Regions from separate parts of the Mus musculus genome. Here region 2 is linked to region 1. A link is a contact called in public HiChIP or PLAC-seq data. All regions are on one chromosome and are shown on one strand. Each heading gives the region's core, a stretch centred on a gene start, on an enhancer-like site or on the middle of the called end of the contact. The rest is flanking DNA. Distances are from core to core; before and after follow the strand shown.

The links. HiChIP or PLAC-seq counts read pairs in DNA pulled down with a chosen protein or histone mark.
Region 2: a contact with region 1 is called in an H3K4me3 HiChIP or PLAC-seq map of the SCID.adh cell line, with 2.5 times the contacts expected there. The contact joins the enhancer-like site here to the promoter of Dipk1a in region 1. A contact is called at or near these places in 1 of 39 promoter capture datasets (embryonic stem cells), 7 of 115 datasets of contacts at active chromatin or transcription factors (the SCID.adh cell line, bone marrow-derived macrophages and embryonic stem cells) and 2 of 9 other capture datasets (adipose tissue and liver).

The regions. Positions count from the first base shown.
Region 1 is chr5:107,984,639-107,989,971 of GRCm38.p6, forward strand. It overlaps Dipk1a (divergent protein kinase domain 1A), which reads right to left and starts at 2,439. Exons shown (of 5, transcript NM_026062.4): 1 at 2,311-2,439. The coding sequence starts at 2,364.
Region 2 is chr5:108,157,045-108,162,410 of GRCm38.p6, forward strand. Ccdc18 (coiled-coil domain containing 18) reads left to right here. Exons shown (of 29, transcript NM_028481.1): 8 at 1,481-1,602; 9 at 4,423-4,714. Among named protein-coding and RNA genes, the nearest start is that of Ccdc18, 27 kb to the left of the region's middle. Within about 2 kb of position 4,042, at least 12 of the 459 cell types and tissues checked have an H3K27ac peak or open chromatin away from gene starts, as enhancers often do. A contact at or near this core is called in the SCID.adh cell line, where this site is marked.

The DNA of each region.
Region 1 (5,333 bases), core at 1,189-3,688:
GAACACAAAAGTAAAAACAAAACCCCCTCAAAACGGGTATCTGTATTCCCTCAAAACAAAGTGTAAGAACTAGTTTCCCTGAAGCACTGTATACTGGGCACACTTGTAAACCCTGCACTAGGGAGGTAGAAACAGGAAGATCAGAAACAGGAAGATTGGGAATTCAAGGCCAGCCTGTGCAAGACTGGGACTTGGTCTCAAAAAGTGTGTGTGTGTGTGTGTGTGTGTGTGTGTGTGTGTGTGTGTTCTAACATACACAGGCTGTTAAAGTTTTTTTATTTTCTTTTGCCAAAAGACAGTGCACAAGAAACCCTCTCCATGACAAATCAAATTTAGCTAATACTAAGTTAATGCTAAGCATGATCTATGAAGAAGAAGAAGGAGGAGGAGGAGGAGGAAGAGGAGGAGGGGGAGGAGGAGGAGGAAGAGGAAGAGGAGGCGGCTACAGAGTTAGCTCAGTCTGTAAAGGTCTTGCTCTCCAAGCACTTGGCGTCCAGATTTGCACATCCTTGCAATCTCAGACCTGACTAAGTGGAGACAGGGGGATTCCTGGGACTCCCTGGCCTATTTGGAGATTTCGATGGGAGGAAGCTCCTGGGGAAAACACTGGACTCTCAACTGTGCCATTCATTCATACCCTTGCAATCACAAGCTCTTAAAAGCAAGAGGATCAGAAATTCAAGGTTATCCTTAGCTACCTCGAGAGTTCTAAGTCAATCTGTGTCACATGAGAACTTGTCCTTTAAATCTTAAGTTTACCTTTAAATTTTTTTGAGACAAAATTTCTCTATGTAGTCGTCACTAATCTCGAACTTGTTATGTAGACTATGCTGGCCTCAAACTCAGAGGCCTGATTCCCAAGTGCTGGTATTTAAATAGTTTAAACATTTTTAAAAATTAATAATCTTAATATTAGCCCACTAGCAAGCTTACCCTAATTTCATCATTGATAACGATGCAAATTCAGAAAAGTAAGAAACACACTAAGTGTTTGTCATTAATGTAAGCATAACTATTTGTAAAACTAATTTTGTTTGCGTGGTGTCGGGGATTGAATCCAGAACTCTTAATTTCTAACCTTAACCACATCAGAAAACCTTTGTACAGTTATAGCGCCAAAGATTGCATTCACATCTGTGGAAAACATTTAAAGCCAAAACTAAAGCCTAAAGCTCTACCAACTCCAAAAATTAATAATAGAAAGCTAAGTAGTTTAAGTTCAAAGATTTTAAACATGCCCAAATACTTTAACCTGGAGGGGTGGAATGCTAGACTAGGTTCTAATACTGGTACTCAAGGCACAACTATTTCTGGTGGCGCTGCTACAAACATTCAGTTTTACACCCTTAAAACCATGAGTTGTCAAGTCAGTCTCTCAATCTGGGTTTCTCTCGTTTCGATGTAATGACTTACACTTGCAAATTTCAAATTAAAATATAAGATTTATTTGGACAGTAACGGTTTCTCCTCAACTTTTTCTTTTTTTTCCATACTCATAAGAAGCACACCAACAACTGACCTAAATACACGTCCCATGTCGTCAGGCCTTTTAATGTAAGCAGTGTCCTCTAGAGACATATAACAATACTGCCAATGTGTGAGGCATTGATTTGTAGTTGTTTTTCCATCCGAGCTATGGATTTGTGCTCAGCTACTCACGACGTCTACTAGGTCCCCCTGGTGACCAAACAGTGCACCAAAGCAGCAGGAGGGTTCTAAAGCCTACTGACAGCGGAACAGAAAATCATGAAAAATTAACACGGCAACAGTACACACGACGTGACTGTGAATTGCGTTCGCACTGCTGGCGGGCTGAGTGAAGAGCCGTACAACGGTCACCATCCCCTTTTTGCAAAAGCATCGCCTCGATCGAGCTTGCCTACTCCTCCCTCCCATTTAAACCAGAGATGTGATGAGAACACCAAACCCAGGGGATCTGCACGAGGCACAGCTACTGGCTGGGACTTGGGGAACCACTGGTATGACAATCGGTCACGATTCTGTGGAGCATGGAGGAATGACACACCACCCTTTCCTACCCCAGACACAGAGTCAGGAATGGCAGGTCGAGGGGGGGCCCTTGGGGAAAGCGGGAGAGCACGCAGAGGAGGGACCGCGGCGCGTCCGGGGCCGGGACTCAGAGGGGCTCAGGGCTGGGGCGGCGCCCGAGGAGCGGGACCAGGGCTGGGAGGGCGCGCCGCCAGGTGCCGGTCCGCAGGAGGCGGCGGGGCGCGCACGGAGGGAGGACGGGGCGCTGAGTCCCGCGTGGCGCGGAGCGGAGGGCGCGTGGCGGGGCCGCGGCCGGCCTACCTGGAGGTAATGGGGTTTCCTCAGCCAGGCCCCCGCGCAGAGACTCCTCGCCATGGCACTCACATCGCCCCGCCGCGCCGCAGTCGGAGGCGGACCCGAGCGCGGCCGCCCGCCGGCCTCCCCGCCCCTGCCCCGCCGGCCCGCCCACGGCCCGCCCCCGGCGCGCGCTCCCCGGGGCCGCGCTGCGGCGAGGGCGGCGGGTAGCGGAGGCCGGCTCCGCGCGCAGAACCCCACCCCCACCGCCAGCCGCGGCGGTCGTCAAGGCGCGGGCGCGGGGCTCCGCCATAAAGGGGAGTCGAGCCTCGCGTCCGCCGACACAAATCCGCCTGCGCCTCCGTGCTTAAAGGGGAGGCGCGGACGGGGGAGGGGTACGGCCGAGGCGGGTGCGAGCAGCACGGGGGTGCGCAAAACGTGGGCTCCGTGGAGCGCCCACTTCACTGTGAGGCTTGCGGCTTCACGCGCGGAGTCCCGCCGTCCGCGCTCTGGACCTGTGCGAGCGGATTGCACGGAAATTCTGTGGATGCTTAGAGCTGCATCCTAGGCGACCAACTAACTCATAGATCCTCTCCAGGGAAAGGAGGCTCTCCGGAGACGCGACCACCGCTATCTAGGGGAGGAAGGGACTCCTTCCCGCTCAGTTCTGCGTGGCCTTCCAGACACTTCGCCTCTTTGCGTACCTTAAATTTAATGCAATTTTTTTCTTTTATTTCTTTTTCTTTCTTTTTTACCATTTCGACTTTTTGAAGTTTGCATTGTTTGCAAAACAGCCTCAGAGTTTTCTTGCCTCTACCACAGAATCATGATTCACACGTTAAATACATAATTAAATAAATAAATGCCGGATAAATACAGTGAAGGCAGGAGACCTTCTAGGATATAGCAGAGCAGCTCAGTTAAGGCTATACACCTCAAGGCGTTGCTTTCTTCTGTTGACACTGATGGCCAAATAAGGGAGAAGGGGCCACCCTGGGAGGAGTACAGCTATTGATCTGAGTGACTTCAATGCAGGGAGATGCAGGTCCTACTTCATTTTTTTCCCTTGCTATGCCGTACTTTATGTTTCTAGTGCTTTCAGTTTCTGGAAACAGGTCTTTAACCTGGATAATATTTTGTTACTCGCAAAGAAGTGCATGAGCCACTGACTTTCACTTTTAATTAAATGACTTCAGTAATTTCTAAAGTAAAAGTAAATATGAGCTGGGCATGGTGACTCATGCCTGTAATTCCAGCACTTGGCCAACCGGAGCTACTTAAGACAAAGACAGACAAAGGGAGGGAAGGAAGAAGGAGGAAAGGACGGATCCTACCGGTTTCCTTTAGTTGTTTTTTTGTTTTTTGTTTTTTTAAAGATTTATTTATTACTTATTATATGTAAGTACACTGTAGCTGTCTTCAGACACTTCAGAAGAGGGAGTCAGATCTCGTTACGGATGGTTGTGAGCCACCATGTGGTTGCTCAGATTTGAACTCCGGACCTTCGGAAGAGCAGTCGGGTGCTCTTACCTGCTGAGCCATCTCACCAGCCCTTTTTTTTTTTTTTTTTAAGATTTTATTATTTATATGTGTATGTCTGCCATATTTGTGTGATTGCTTATAAAAGCCAAAAGAGGGCATCAGAACACCTGGGGCTGGAATTTCAGTTGGTTTTAAGCTGCCCAACTTGGGTGCTGGGAACCAAACTCGAGTTCTCTGGAACAGCCAGAAGCCCTCTTAACCACGGAGCAATCTCTCCAGCTCTGCAATAAGTATTTTCTTAGCATCCAGACACTGTTCAAATTTTTTTGCTATGTACACAAAAAGACAAAGCAGGCAGAATTCCTAACTTTATGGATATTACATTTTGGAGATGAGAAGACAGGCAATAAATAATAAACACAATGACTATAGAGAAGTCTGGTAAGAGCCAGTTGTGGTGACATGCCCACAGTCATAGTACTTGGGAGGTGTAAACAGATCAGGAATTCAAGGACAGCCTCAGCCCAGCTCACCTGCACAATTTGGAAACCCTATCTCAAAATAAAATAAAATAAAATAAAATAAAATAAAATAAAATAAAATAAAATAAAACAAAACTGGTCAAGGCCAGGTGAGGTAGTAGCAAGCAGATATGTGTGAGTTCAAGACCTGCCTGGTTTATATAGCTAGTTTCATGCCAGCCAGTGCTTCAAGGTAATGGGGTAGTGAGAGGTAGAGAAAACTACAGACAGTTGGCTAGGAGATCAAGAGTTTATTTGCTCATGTTACATTTAAGTATGTATTTGGAATTCAAGTGGTGTCTGGGTTTGGGGTTTCAGTTTTTTTAAATCAAGGATGCATATAGGCCAGGCTGGCCTTGAACTCACAATCATCCTGCCTCTACTCCCAAGTGCTGGGATTGCAACTCTGTACCACCACATCCAGCTCTCATGGCAATCTTGAGTAGGTGATTGTGTACACGAGAGTATGGGATAAAGGAAAATATTGCACGTTAGAGATACACAGGTGTTATCGGCATTTTCAGATGGCATTGAAGCCAGGTTTTACAAACTACATGCATTTGTAGAGGGGGAGGTGTAAATAGAGGTGTAAATCAAGGATGAAGCCCTGGGTATAGTGCAAATCAAGGGAGGCGAGCAAGGAACAGGGTCTCAGGAGCAGCCAGTTAAGGAATAAGGTAGCCCAAGAGCCAAATTAAGCTAGTGTATCAACGAGGAGTGAATGCCATAGTAAGGAATTGACCACTGGATTCACTGTGTTAGAGAACTCTGTCAGCACCTGCATAGCGGCTCCCTAACCATCTGTAATCCAGGTCCAGTTCCAGGAGATCCAGTGCTGTCTCTGGTCTTTGAGGGCGCCAGGCATGCAAGAGTGTGTGAGTGTGTGTGTGCCTGTGTTCGTGAGTGTATGTGTGTGAGTGTGTGAGTATGAGTGTGCGGGTGCATGTGTGTGTGTGTGTGCATGAGTGTATGTGTGTGAGTGTGTGTGTGCATATGTGTGCCTCTGTGTGTGTGTGCGTGTGTGTGTGAGTGTGTGTATATGCCTGT
Region 2 (5,366 bases), core at 2,792-5,291, 170 kb after region 1:
AAAGAAGACCAAAGTGTTGATTCTTTGATCCTTCTTAGAAGGGGGAATAAAATACCCATGGAAGGAGTTACAGGGACAAAGTGTGGAGCAGAGACTGAAGGAGAGACCACCCAGAGACTGCCCCACCTGGGGATCCATCCCATACAATCACCAAACCCATACACTACTGTGGATACCAACAAGTGCTTCCTGACAGAAGGCTGATATAGCTGTCTCCTGAGAGGATCTGCCAGTGCCTGACAAATACAGAAGTGGATGCTCACAGCCATCCATTGGTCTGAGCACAGGGTCCCCAAAGAAGGAGCTAGAGAAAGGACCCAAGGAACTGAAGGGGTTTACAGCCCCATAGGAGGAACAACAATATGAACTAACCAGTACCCTTAGAGCTCCCAGGGACTAAACCACCAACCGAAGAGTACTTATGGCTCCAGCTGCATATGTAGCAGAGGATGGTTTTACTACTCCAACAAAGGCCAAACATCTGATAGTGCTACTCCTTGGACCAAGCATATCCAAACCATCACATATGGTGTCTTGGTTCTTTTCAGGCGCTATGACAAAACACCATCAGGCTTATGATTCCAGATGGTTAAGAGTCCATGATTGCAGAACAAAGACATGGTGCCAGAAACAGCTGAGAGCTCACATCTGGATCTATAAGCAGGAAGCAGAAAACACATTGGACATAATGGCAGTCTTTTGAAACTCCAAATCCACTCCCAGTGGCACACCTCTTTCAATAAGGCCACACTTCCCAATCCTTCCCAAACAGTTCTATCAAACACTAGCCTGTGGGAGTTAGTCTCATTTAATCCAGTGCATATGGGTTCCAGGGAAGAAACTTAGGTTGTCAGGCTTGCATTGTTAAACAGAAAGTACCCATGCCCACTGAGCTACCTTGGTTGCCACTTGTATTGCAGTTTCATTGGGAATATTTTAAATTTTCAAAAATTACATTTCTGACTAGTGAGATGGCTCATTGGTTAAGAGCGCTGACTGCTCTTCCAGAGGTCATGAGTTCAAATCTCAGAAACCACAGCCCTGGAGTGAGCAGGGGTCTGGAGCAAGTGGAGGTTGGGGGTAGGCGGGGAGTGGGGGAGCAAGAGGGAGAAAGGGAAGGGGAAAAAAAGAATGAAAAAAATTGTATTTCTGAAACACATGGATTGAATTACTTGCATGTGTAATCCCTATTTGAATTGCTTGCCTTGTTCATGTTTAACCTGAGCATTTTGCCTTCAGGTGGCATCATTCTTGCCAATCTGTTACTGGCCCTTAAGCATTTCTGAATAAATAGTAACATCTTCCTCCCTGTCTTTTGTGTATATTGTTTCTTTTTACTACAGTACCAGGGACTTAAATATAAGGAATACTTAGCCTGTTCCTGTTTCTTTCCAATATCACTACTCATAGTTTTAGCTTGAAACAATGTAAAACTTATGATTATAGTAGTATATTCACTTAAAACAATTTTTTATTTTAGGTTCAAGATGAAGAAGAAATATTAGAGAGAAATCTTAGTAACTGTGAAAAGGAAAATAAAAGGCTTCAAGAAAAGTGTAATCTGTATAAAAGTGAACTTGAAATTTTGAAAGAGAAATTCAGGTACTTTATTATGGAAAAATAATTTTGATGTGCAAGTGGGAAGAAAGGAAACATTTAAAACCACATTTTTATTGTAAATATGGACTGTTTAGTAATGTAGAAGGCTAAGATTTGTGACTGAAACTCTCTAGGTATAAAACTAATTTTAATATAAGACAGCTTAATTCTAACACATTTGTAAATATAGAATAATGCAGATTAATACAGACAAAATGTTTTTAGAGTGTAATTACATTAGCTAGCTAGTAAAGATGCTTAAATAGGAAGAAAACCACTCAGTACAATTTTTTTCATTTATAAAAAAGAGCAGGTTCAAAGAATATCCATTAATTTTCCATAGTCAAGAAGGTAGATTAGGGACTACTGAGGTGTCTTGTCAGATAAAGACACTTACTGCATAAATCTGCTGATCGGAGTTTGATTGCTGGCACCCCATAAAAGGAGAGGGAGAGAACCAATTCCACATATTTGTCCTTCAACTGTCTCTCTCTGTCCCTTACTTCCTCACACACACTAATAATGATGATCAATGAATTTTAAAAATTTAAGTTAAATTAGGTTAAAGATGTTAACTGGGTCTTCTGACTTTGGTGTTCTATACAACATAATTTTTTCATAACTAATAATTTTGGTCAACTTTCAGAAGGTAATAATCCATTTTTATAATCTTAGACTCAAGGTGGAGAGAACAATCAATATTTTTTCTGTCTAATTGTATCATTATAGCACATTTTCCTTAAGGTGGATACATTTAGTATTTTGGTAGACAAGATGAAGTTATTAGAGTAATTCCTAGAGCCTCATGCTATCAATTATAACTGTATATCTATAAGTATATATACTTTGTCTATATATATATTATATATTGTCTTATATTTTATAAAATAGCTTTTGAACAGATCTTGTTTTTATTTTAAAGTGTGTGTGTGTGCCTGTTTTAGGGGTGAGGAGTTGTACTTGTGAGAACAGTGTCTTTGGAGATCAGAAGAGGGCGTTGGATTTCTAAAGCTAGAGTTACAGACACTGAGCCACTTGACATGGGTGCTGGGATTGGAACTTATGTCCCCCTGTTAGAGTAGCAGAGACTTTTCATTTCTGAGTTGCCTCCCCAGCCTTTGTTTTTCTTTTCTTTTCTTTTTTTTTTTAATTAGGTATTTTCCTCGTTTACATTTTCAATGCTATCCCAAAGGTCCCCCATACCCACCCCCCCAATCCCCTACCCACCCACTGCCCCTTTTTGGCCCTGGCGTTCCCCTGTACTGGGGCATATAAAGTTTGCAAGTCCAATGGGCCTCTCTTTGCAGTGATGACCGACTAGGCCATCTTTTGATACATATGCAGCTAAAGACAAGAGCTCCCGGGTACTGGTTAGTTCATATTCTTGTTCCACCTATAGGGTTGCAGTTCCCTTTAGCTCCTTGGGTAATTTCTCTAGCTCCTCCATAAGGGGCCGTGTGACCCATCCAATAGCTGACTGTGATCATTCACTTCTGTGTTTGCTAGGCCCCTGTTTTTCTTTTCTAAGTACTGACTTTTTGTCTCACTGATTCTTTGCATTTGTTTGTTTCCATTTCAGTAATTCCCTGCTTTCTTTTTCCAAGATGACTTCACTGTGTAACAGCCCTGGGTATCCTGAAACTCTCTCTGTACACCAGGGTGGACTTTATCTCAGAGAGCTGCCTGCCTCTGCCTCCCAAATTCTGGGATTAAAGGCCAGCTCCTCTATTGCCAGTAATTTCTGCCTGGTTTTAATTATTTATTCCTATTTTTTTATGAATTTGGTTTGTTTTTTTCAGAGTTTTCAAGACAGGGTTTCTCCGTGTAGCCCTGGATGTACTGGGACCTACTCTGTAGACCAGGCTGGCCTTAGATCTACCTGATTCTACCTCCTGAGATTAAAGATGTACAGCACCGTGCCCAGCATAAATATCTTTCTTTGCAATTGTTTTCAGAGGAAATTCTGTCTAGAGACATACAGTTTAAGCAGAAGTTTACTTAGCAAAGCAAAGCAAAACAAGCACACTCCAAAGAGAGATTGGAGTGACTTGTCCTGAGGCAGCTGGATAGTAGCCATCAGTCCTCTGTGTGGATACTTAAACTATTTTTGTAGTGGATGACATAGTCATGTGGGTGTAGTAACTTTTTTCCCTCCCAGATCATGGTGAACAAGATCTTTCCATAATCCTCTTGAAAGTTCACAAAGGTGAGAGGGGCACAGTTGTCAAAACCACAATGTGGTAAAAATCCTTTGAGTATACAGTGTTTTGTTAGTATGCATGTGTGGCAGTTAGGAAAGTGCCCTGGCACCTCAGTTTCTCATTAGTGGGAAGACTGCAACTGCAGCTTTAAGTACGTTTAACCACAATGAGGCATTCTTATAGTCAGGACACAGCTCTCACAAGTTCCCTGCTTACCTCAGAGCTTAACCCTCATCTACCAGGTGTTATCATCCTTTTCTCCTTTCTTTCTCACACTGTAGCCCAGGCTGGTCCAGAGGCACTGTATCGCTCAGGCTCTGCTCAAACTCAGAATAGTTGTTTTGTCTTCATCTCTTGGTTGCTGGTAATACATGTGGGCTACTATGCTTGTCCTCTCATCCTTGTATCCCTAGGATAAATGCCATTGGGTCATTGTAACTAATTTTCAGTATGGGCTGTATTCAGTGGACTGGCATTTTGTTGAGGATTTTTGCTATTTTTATGTAGGATATTGGCCTATACTTTTCCCTTTTTTGTTGTGTCCTTGGTTTAAAGTGAGAGTATTTAAAGGTGATTATTGAAAATGTGTGCATATTTCACTTTAATGCTTTTTTCTTCACAGGGAGTTAAAAGAAGAACATTACAGTGGAAAAGAAAAATTAATGATTATGGCAATGAAAAACTCAGAAGTCATGTCACAGTTAACGGAATCTAGACAATGTATTCTGAAGCTAGAGAGGGAGTTAGAGGACAAAGATGAAATAGTACGAGAAAAGTTTTCCTTATTAAATGAAAATCGAGAATTGAAGGTTCGTGTTGCAACACAGAATGAACGACTAGAGTTGTGTCAGCAGGACATTGATAATTCAAGGGTGGAACTGAAGAGTTTAGAAAAACTGATAACCCAGATACCAGTAAGTATGTTTGAAAAGAAATCTAGCCCACCTGACTGTGCAGTGGAAAAGGAACCTGCTGTGTTAAAGAGTGTCAGTCATTCTGTGGCCGCTTTCCTAGCTTCTGTCCTCACCCTTGCTTGCTCAGTGGCGCTTTCATCTGGTACCTATTTCCTCACACTCACCTTTCTTACCCTTTCACCCTTTCTTGCCCTCTGAGATGCATATATAGGAACTGCACAGAATTTTTGAAGAGTTTTATTGAAGGATTATTTATGTGTTGAAAATTCAATCCTTTAAAGTATACTATTGCTGGGTAGTGTTGATGCACGCCTTTAATCCCAGCACTCAGGAGGCAGAGGCAGGTGGATTTCTGAGTTTGAGGCCAGCCTGGTCTACAGAGTTCCGGGACAGCCAGGGCTACACAGAAAACAAAAACAAAAAACAAAAGTATACTACTGAGCTGAGTTTTAGGTTTGTAGCAGTCATTGCAATCCAGTCTTACATATTTTTATTATACCTAAAACTTCCCTTGTGCCTCTTTACAATTAATGCACCCCACTCTGGGAAACCAATAATAGTTTGAATTTTTTTTTAAGATTTATTTATTTATCATATGTAAATACACTGTTGCTGTCTTCAGACACACCAGAAGAGGGCGTCAGATCTCATT